3 separate regions of the Zea mays genome follow, and all the other regions are linked to region 2. Evidence: chromatin contacts called from public Hi-C data. All regions are on one chromosome and are shown on one strand. Each heading gives the region's core, a stretch centred on a gene start, on an enhancer-like site or on the middle of the called end of the contact. The rest is flanking DNA. Distances are from core to core; before and after follow the strand shown.

Evidence for each region. A called contact is a pair of places that touch in the nucleus more often than the background predicts.
Region 1: a contact with region 2 is called in a Hi-C map of leaf, with 4 times the contacts expected there. The contact joins the promoter of LOC100278632 here to the promoter of LOC103627568 in region 2. A contact is called at or near these places in 3 of 25 Hi-C or Micro-C datasets (ear, leaf and root tip).
Region 3: a contact with region 2 is called in a Hi-C map of endosperm, with 2.0 times the contacts expected there. The contact joins the promoter of LOC100279084 here to the promoter of LOC103627568 in region 2. A contact is called at or near these places in 3 of 25 Hi-C or Micro-C datasets (ear, endosperm and leaf).

Annotation. Positions count from the first base shown.
Region 1 is chr5:205,637,350-205,640,678 of Zm-B73-REFERENCE-NAM-5.0, reverse strand. LOC100278632 (FCS-Like Zinc finger 1) reads left to right here and starts at 1,594. Exons shown (of 2, transcript XM_034059305.2): 1 at 1,594-2,074; 2 at 2,182-2,679. The coding sequence starts at 1,980. The coding sequence ends at 2,359.
Region 2 is chr5:205,867,681-205,870,898 of Zm-B73-REFERENCE-NAM-5.0, reverse strand. It overlaps LOC103627568 (probable dolichyl pyrophosphate Glc1Man9GlcNAc2 alpha-1,3-glucosyltransferase), which reads right to left and starts at 1,400. Exons shown (of 4, transcript XM_008647851.2): 1 at 360-1,400. The coding sequence starts at 1,373.
Region 3 is chr5:205,702,590-205,705,646 of Zm-B73-REFERENCE-NAM-5.0, reverse strand. It overlaps LOC100279084, which reads left to right and starts at 1,505. Exons shown (of 1, transcript NM_001152134.1): 1 at 1,505-2,232. The coding sequence starts at 1,622. The coding sequence ends at 1,966.

The DNA of each region.
Region 1 (3,329 bases), core at 345-2,844, 230 kb after region 2:
CCGATCCACTATCATTTGATGACCTTAAGACATAGGGTCTAACGCCCCAAAAACCCTTCAAACTTGTCCAAATTCAAAACTTTTGAATTTGGGTTTTGATCCTTACTAGTTTTGAGCCTCTCCTTAGCCGCCTAGAGCTAAATACAATTAGTGTGCAGCATATTAAACTCATTACACTTATCTGTGTCAAGCTAATAGTTTGTACACTGAATCGACACTTAAAACTAGTAACAAAATCCATAAGTAGGGCACTTGAACTATACATTACATAAGCCATTCTTCGCCATTGTAACCTTACTCAAATTTGTCTATGCAAAACATATATTAGTTACTTGTCATTAATCATCAAAACTTCTGAGAGTCTAGATGCTTTCATGGAACAATTTGGCCCCTCGTTGTCATGTTGATCATTTTGGCGAGTAGGACGGGTGGATATATGTCGTTGGAGTTGGTACGTGAGGACCTACATTTACTTCCATAATTTGTATGTTACTTAGTTAATAATGATAGTGCATAGCGTAATCATTTTTTTTTTTGAAAACTAGCTGCAGTCCTTCCCCGGCTTAACCAAGCACAAATTGACCGCCTTTTTGATTCGACAGGTTTCTTTCAGCTAAAGTAGAGCGACTGATGCTAATTTTGCTACGTAGTTTAGGTGGTAAATGGCATTGCAATGTATGTATCTCGTGATCTCGTCCGATGAGCAGCCGAAACGAACACTGCCGCTCGTACTGTCGTTCACGTACAGGTCAACGAATCAAAAACCCATCATCCAAGCATGCAAAAGCGTTCGCACCAGAAAAGAGAATCCTCGGAGAAGTGTGCAAGAGAAGTGACACCCCAAGCAGTGGATGATCAAGGGACTCGTGGGGTCAAGGTCTTCTCAGCAGCGTTTCGAGAATTCAGGCCACCGTGCAAAAGCATTCAGTGGCTTCGATGCGAGTAGCTCAACTACCCGGGAAAATGCCCCTCTCCACTGACTCCAACTCTCCAAGCCTGAAGACTTTGCGGTCCTTGTCGCACCGAACGCCGGCGAATCTGTGCTGTGCTATGCTGTGCTGTGCATCTCTTCTCGCTCAAGCGTTGTGCGGTCGTGCCGCCAGATGTCGTCCCGAAAAATTCTCGAGCAAGTTGATGAATCTCCATTGATACGGCAGGCACGCCAAAAAAATTTTTTAAAAAAATGGGGTGGGGGCAGGGCTCCAACTCCAAGCTGAAAGCAGGAGAACGCATTCATGTACCTGTTGAGCGATCGAGCTCTTCAATTCTTCGGCAGGTTCTGGAGATTCGCAGGCCAAAGAGAATCCGAGGCTTCATTTTTTTTATGATTGCATCGAAAGGCTGCTGTGATCCCACGGACACGACCACACCACACCGAGCCCGTATGGCTCGTACATTGCTGTAATTGACGAGAAGATTCACCGCCCCCGTACAGGTACAGATCTCCCTGGCAAGTGGGGCTAACTGCTAGACCGTGACCGTTCTGCCGAGATTAGCTGGAGCGCAGCAAGTGGACGAATCGCGAGCGTGGGACCCGCGGATCCGCACCCCCAGCGCGCCGGCCTCCAGGCTCGCTCAACGCATGCTGACAGGTGGGCCCATGGTGACCTCCAGGAGGTTCCTTCGTCCTGGTCCTGGCTGCTGTTGCGTTGCGCCCGTCATTTATTAAACGGCTGGAGCTCCTTGCCTACCCACCAAGCATCATCGCGCGCGGCATTTGACGCGGACGCGCGAGAGAGGAAGCAAGCGCCGGTGGCAGCATAATCGCAGGAGGGGGGCGAAAGGGATCGGAGCACGGCGATTTGCGGCCGCAGCCTACTCACACACAGGCGAGAGAAGGAAGAGAAGCCCCCCGATCGTCTCCATCAGCTCGCCGGCAGTGCACTGCAGCGCGGGCCGCGCGCGTGTGGAGCCGGATCCGGATTGCTCGCTCGCAAGCCGGTGGCGGTGGTCGGGGCCTCGGGGGGAAGATCCGATCCATGGGAGCAGCGGGGCCGGCCGGCGTGCATTTCTTGGACGCGTGCTTCCTCTGCCGGAAGCCGCTCGCCGGGAACCGCGACATCTTCATGTACAGGTAGGTAACGGCACTACACCGCTATCCATTTTCTTCCTTCCCCTGTTATTTCCGGAACGGCGCCCTCACCAGCCACGCATGATGCGCGCGTGCGTGCCGTCGAACAGGGGCGACACGGCGTTCTGCAGCGACGAGTGCAGGAGCGCGCAGATGGCGGCGGACGAGGCGGCGGAGAAGAGGAGGAAGGCCAGGGCGGTGACACGTGGGGCCATGTTCGCAAGGGAAGCGGAAGGCCCACAGGAGAGCGGCAAGGTCCGGGCCGGGTCGTCCATCCTGGCCCTGTAACCGTCGGGACTCGGGAGTCTGTCTTTTTCTGTACCAGGCTACCTGACGAGACGCGCCAGCCACCGGACATCATTGTTAGTTAGTCTACAAGGAAACAGTAAACAATCGACTGATCGACGTGGAGGCGTTCTGTATTGCTTTAATAAATGCTGATCCGTCTCTATCTGTACGTATGGTTATTATCGCGTGTAAGAAAGCTTGGAGCCGGTATCGTATGATCATTTGGTGCAACCGGACAGAGCGGGGGTCAGGTGGCTAGCTGGATCAGACACCGCACACTGTGATGATCACATGAATACACGAGTGCTCATTTATTTATAGGTTGATTCGACGGCTCGGCCACCATCCTGTTAATTTAAATTCCATTAGGCTCGTCCGCTCGTGCAAACAAAGTACGTGGACCAATGCAATCTGGTCACAGGTGAACTGGTTACTATTAACAAAGGGGGCATCATCTATCTCTTCGCGTGAACCAACGTTTTCAAAGGCACAAACAGATACGTACGTGTGGGCACAGAGACGGTCACGTGCCTGGAGAAAACGGAGCAGGGCCCAGTGTTTTACGTTCTTGCTTCTTGCATCGCATCATCAGCTGGTGGTTTCGCCTCAGCGGACAGTTGATTAACCCTTAACCGGAGAAGAGGAGACGTGCGACCTGCCGTCTGCCGATGGAGCCATGCTGGTTGAGCCTGGTCGGTGTCGCTGTGCGCCTGTGCCGGTGCACTGGCTCCAGCTGCAAGGTGGCAGCGGCAGTGGCAGAAACGATAGCAAGCAGGTGCAATCAGTGGCCGACCGAGCTGGGCCACCCGTCAGTCCGTCACAATCAATTTCGTTTGCCGTTGTTGCCTGCTGGCTGGGTCGGGATGTGTACTGCTGTGCCCAACACGCATGCTCTCGGGTCGTGTACTACTGTAGCACACGCAGAGAGGGAGGAAAAAAAACGGGACGCGGTATACGACACTCCGAATTG
Region 2 (3,218 bases), core at 151-2,650:
GAAACATTATTTGAATTCAGAGCTTGCAGTTGCAGACATCACAAGATTAGCAGAAAATTTTTACTAAGTTAAACTCCACAGCAATTATCACAACCAAAACCAATATTACTACTCATTAGCGGAGCTACACAAGCTGAAACAGCTCGAGCTCCTATAATAATAAATTCAGCAACACGATGCATTACTCTCCTTTACCGGATTTAATGCCAAATTAACATCAAGTCTCAACTGTTCACAAATCACAAGCTACGTTTCTCAGTTTCTTACTTTCATCAGAAACTAGACGTTTACAGATAAGCAACCATGATACAAACAAGTCGTTGAATCCAAAATTAAATTAAGCAACCAGATTCACTCACCTGACCATAGTACACGAAGGGCACAAATGCTGCGGCAAAAACAGCAGCCACTCCAGAACCCATGAGCACGAGCCTTCCCAGCCCCTTCACGACACCCCGGCCACAGCAATAATGCCGGAACAAATACATAAAGTACACCGGCGCTGCCACGAGGAACAGGTGCTTCGAGCACAGCAAGCATGCGAACACGACTCCCCCAATAAGATCCCACCCCTGCTCGAGGAAGTGCAGCGAAAGCAGCAGCAACCCAATGAGGAATCCATTGTACTGAAAGTGGACGTGGTCGACAGCTAACAGCGCCGGCGACCATACGACAAGAGCGAGAGCGAGGAACGGCCGCTGTTTCCGCTGCGCGTCCCTCGCCAGTAAGAGGACGGATCCGAGGAGGAGGAGGTCGGAGAAAGCAACAGTGAGGCGGAGGTAGATGAGATGCGCGAAGGGCGTCGCGTCACGCACGGGGATTGAAACGAGGGTGGCGTCGACGAGCGGCGCAGGGAGGGAGAGGAGGCGGGAGAAGTAAGCGAAGAAGGGCGGGTAATCGAGCGTCCACTGAGAGGAGGTGTCGGTGTACCACTGCCGCACGGGGAGCGCGTGCGTGAGGGCGAGCCAGTACCGGTGAACGTCGAAGTCGGTGGAACGGTAGGTGGGGACGAGGAGGAGTTTCACGCAGGTGGCGGCAGCGAAGGCCCAGGCCACCGCCGCTGCCGTCGACGTCGATGTCGACGGCGAGGTGGTGTAGGCCATCAGGGCGGCGCGGCTGGGAGGTTCGGGTTGAGATCTGGGGATGGGCAATGGGATCGCGACGTCGCGTTGTATGGGTCTTGGTGTTTCCTCACTTTGTTGGGCCGCTGCAGAGTGGGCCGAGTATTCGTGCCATGACTGCCGTCGGGGGATTCCATTGTGGGTCGGCGGCGCCGGAGTTCGTGTGCCGGGCACGGAGGAGATGAGCCGGCGGCGACTGTGGTCTGTGGAGTGTGGAGCAGTTGCCCCGCCTCGGTGCGTACTGGCTGGCATCCGAGTATTTCTTTTTAAAAACTGGGTGTAATATTATTTTTCATCGGCTAACAAATCGTTAGCTACAATTGCAGAAAAAAATCGTTCAATAACAGTCTCGACTTGCCCGAACGGAGTGCACTTTTGTGGCTCGCTAAAACAGGGCTCAACCTGCCGAGCCATCTTCCAAGCCGGCCTAATGATACAGTGATACGTAGGGGCGGATCTAGGAGGGGGCTGTCGGGGCTGCAGCCCGGTCGCCCCCATAACACATATTAATACATACTTTATTTATTTTAAAATAGTAGTCATTATTTTAGTAAATTAGTAGGTTTATGTATTTTTTATTTATGCATGTGTTTTTATATGTGTCTAAATTCATCATCATTTATTTAAATATAGACATAAAAATCAAGAGCTAAAATGACAACTATTTTGGAATGTAAGAGTATATTATAACATAAATGCAGGCTATAAAGGTTAATTAAGATAGGCCACAACCTTCTTTCTGATCATGTCATTCAGCTAGGGGTGTAATCGGATCGAATACGGACGGATATCGATGAAATCATATTTGTTTTCATATTTTTAGTCGGATTCGAATTCGAATACGGATAGCTTCGAATACGAATACAAATACGGATGTTCTCGAATACAAATATGGATAGTCGTGGATCGAATACGGAGCTAATCGGACACGGATAGCGTCGGTAACGAATATTTTTGTCGGATATCATGTAAGACACCATTCCACACATATCATAGTTGTAATCATTTAGCCCCTCCTTTAGTCCAAACATTTTTGAGGATTATATGTGCACATATGCTACACCTCCATAAAAATCCATGAATTTCTAAGGCTATTTTGAGTATTATTAATTTCTTTATGTAGAAAATCATTAAAATACAATTAAATTCATAAAATATTGAGAACTATGATATGTGGTTTCACGTGTTATTATGATATGTGGTTTCACTTATTATTATGGTGGTCGTAATCATTACGAGTTTCACAGATAAGTGGAAATGAAATGAAATAATTGATGACATCTTGTGGTTTTTATGGTTCAAACATTTTTGAGGATGCTATATGGACATATGTTACTCATACGCCAAATTTCGTGAATTTCTGAGACTATTTGTATATTATTAATTTCTTTTTGTAGAAAATCATCAAAATGTATTTAAATTCATAAAATATTATAGTATCGACAAAAAATTGCAAATAAGTTATCAAGACTAATAAACATTCCATAAGAAGATAACCTCAAGTCCCTACATGAAAATGAGAAAGTGAAGTAAAGGTTATGTTGAAACTTGATACTTAAGCTGATTTCACGTGTAACTCACGTAACAAGTGTAAGAAAATGAAAAGAATCATTGACATCTTATAGACTTTATGGCCCAAACATTTTTTAGAATTTTATGTAGACAAATGTTAACCCTCCGTCAAATTTTATGAATTTCTAAGGCTATTTGTGTATTATTAATTTCTTTCTACAAAAAATCATCAAAATGTAATTAAAATCATAAAATAATCTAGTGTCTACCAAAAATTGCAAATAAGTTACCAGGACCAATAAACATTCTATTAAAGATAATATGAAGTCCCTGTGTGAAAATGATAAAGTGAAGTATTGATTATGTTAAAATTTGGATAGTTAAGGTGATATCACATGTAACTCACGTAACAAGTGAAAGTGAATTGAAAGAAATGTTGGCAATCTTTAGATTTTATGGCCCAAACTTTTTTGAGGATGCTATATGGGCATATATTGCTCCTCCGTCAAATTTCGTGATTTTTTGAGACTATTTGTGTATTATTATAATTTTTTCTACAGAAAATTATCAAAATGCATTTAAATT
Region 3 (3,057 bases), core at 256-2,755, 170 kb after region 2:
GGGTGTCGAGGGGTTCGCGTGCATAGGACAAGGAAAGGTGGCAATCACCATCATTTCTACCAAGCCAACCAAGTACAATACGAAATTTGCTAGATAAAAACTGGTTTTAACTAAGGAATACTGCTAAATACTATCTCTGTTCTCGAATATATGACGTCCGCTAGTTTATTTTTAAACTAAACAGCGACAAAAAAAAAAGAACGGAAGAAGTATTAATTTTGGAGGTTTGAAACTATGATATATATAGAGGAAGAGGTAGTCCGTCTGTCACGCACAAGTCTTGTAATACCACCGTCCGAGCGTAATTCAGGTCTAGCTCGGTCGCCACGCGTCAAGTTCTGGCATCGAGGACGGAGACTCGGTTCCAAGTCGGGTCAACGCGACACCCAATCACACGGCGGGAGCGGGACGAGACCTTGTCAGTTACGTTGCCTTGTTTGTCGCAGCGCCAGCGTGTGGCTGGATCCACCGCGAAAGCTGCCCGGCCAGTACGTAAAGCCAAGGACATGACGACGACAGGAGGAGGAGACACGGCGAGGCGCGTGGAAAAGGCGAGCACACCGAGCATCGCACAAAAGCAATGTGCCATACAAAAGCAAGCTCGCCGATTCGACCTCGCACTCGCACACCGTCTAGGTAAGCCGTAGCCCACGGCTTCCCTCGTCCTTTCGCTCATTTTTAACCCCGCCGGACAACCTCGCGGTCGGACGGCCACGCGTCCGCGCCCAGATCCCAAAACTCTGCCTGTTCCGTTCCGGTGTCCTCGGGCGGGCCAACAGTACGTCCGTCCAACCAACACCATGTCACCATGTGCATGCCTTCTCAGTTCTCCTCCCCTGTCATTTTGCTCAAGCTTGGACTAGAAACTTTAGCGGTTTTAATAATAGAATCAATAATCTTCTGCCATGTCCCGTCGCTGAGTTGCACTGCACTGAACTAGTACAAATCTAATTTTGCATCGGAGGGATCGGCAGTAGTCGTACTGCACCTGGAGCGTTTGGTCTCGCAAATACAGCACGTGGCGACACCGCCGCACTAAACAAAGCAAGCCCCCCCCCCCCCCCCCCCCCCCCACCGAATCGAGCGTGCAAAATAAATAACAAAAATTAGACCGCCGTTGTCGTTTAGTGCTGCTGCAGATCTTCCGGTGGATTCTGCGGCATCGCAGTTAACAACGCCGGCGGCACCAAGGCGAGCAGAGCAGAAGGGCCTGGGGTATTGCCAGCCAACAGACAAAAAAAAAAACCCGGTACTGCATGCACCTTTCTTGTTGCCCCTAGCGCTGCTCGTACGGCCAAAATGCGCTGGCGGTCTGCTTCGAATCTGCGATGCACTGCAGCGGCAGTACAAGGGGGGAGGAACGAGAAGAGGTTCCTGGAAAAACTAGCCGTGGTTTCTCGAGCATCCACCACCCGGTTACCTGACCCTGCCCGTATTGTCCCGCCCTCTGCCGGCCGGGCCCCTTTTATTATAAAAGCACAGGACAAGACTGCCTCCTCTGGCCATCGCTGGCAACGAAGCTTCAGTGCTTCAGTGCTGTTCGGTTCATCTGTGCTTCAGCGTAGTGCTACTGGCACTGGCAGTGCCCTAACTAAGGTCTCCTCGGTCTCATCTCATCTCCATGATGGCTTCTTCCTCCTCCTTCTCTTCCTTCTTCGGCATCGAGCCTCTCGACGGAGGCGACGGCGACGCCTACCGCCGCGCCATGGACGCCTGCTCCCTCTGCGGGAAGCGCCTCGCCGGGGACCGCGACATCTTCATGTACAGAGGGGACACGCCGTTCTGCAGCGAGGAGTGCAGGCACCACCAGATGGCCAGGGACGATTTCGGCGCGGCGTTGAAGACGGAGCCGCGTCCGGCAAGGAGAGGGGAGCGACGCCGCCGCAGGCACGAGGCTCCTGCCGCCGCCGCCGCCGAGCCGGCCCGTGTCCCGCTAGCGCCAAATGTGCCCGCCGTTGTGATCTAGTGGTGCAGTGGTTATAGCTGCCACAGAGCGGCATCCGACCGGCTTCTCTCAAGGAACCAACCAGCGAACTGTCCGGTCGAGATGAGTAGCGGCGGCAGAGAATACGTTTGTGTGCAAGCAACAAGGAACCAACCACGCTGTTCAGTATCTCTGTGTTCTTTCGGTTTCTTCTGCTGTTGTTTGCCTTGTTGGTCACTTTTCTTTCTGCACGTGCTGAGCAACCAGTTGTGAGAGAAATGGATGTACATAACGGCATGTTCATGCAAGACTGTGCATTTTGGTGCTGCCCTCTTGCTCTTTGCAATCAGGTACGTTTATCTCTGGCTGCACCTGGCTTGAATCCGAGGGAAACTCTGGGTGTAATAATGACCTCAGTTAGAAGCGTGCCTAGAACCATATTAGTTTTAACTGTAAGCTGTTTAGCAGAAGTTTTGTACTAAAAAATAATCGATCCGTTTGAAAATATAATTCCTTTAACTTTTTTAACTCCAACTTTAACCCCTTGACCTATTAAAAAAAGTTCACAAAAAATGAAAATTTTTAAGTCATGTGTACAAAGCCACAACGAAGTTTTTATTTTTTCCATATTTTTTTTTGAATAAGACGAGTTGGTCAAAATTATGCTAAAAAAGCCAAACGAATAATAAATTAGGATTGACGAAGTATAGAACAACTTACAGTTCCCATCTGGAATAAAAAGAGAGTACTACTTTAGGTCCTGTTTGGGAGGGCTTCTTTTCAAGAATTGCAGCTTCGGTTTTTCAACTTCACCATGAAACAACTTTGATAGGTCGGTAAGATATCGTTCAAGAGTGTTTGGCTTATATATAGACTCTAGCTTCTGTAATATAATTAATCTGTGCGAGTTTCCTTAATTACCCTTAATGATTAGTGAGTGGAGAAAGATACATGAATTGGCAGGTTATGTAACCAATGACATTGTGGGTAATTTTTTGTGTAACTTCATGAAGATGTATGAAAACATTTTTTTGAAGAACCATCTAAAGAGCTTCAAATTTTTTATGAAACTAGACTCTAGTTTCAGCTTTTTTGAAGTTGGAGCTCGTAGAGGTGAACCTGTTTGAAGAGAA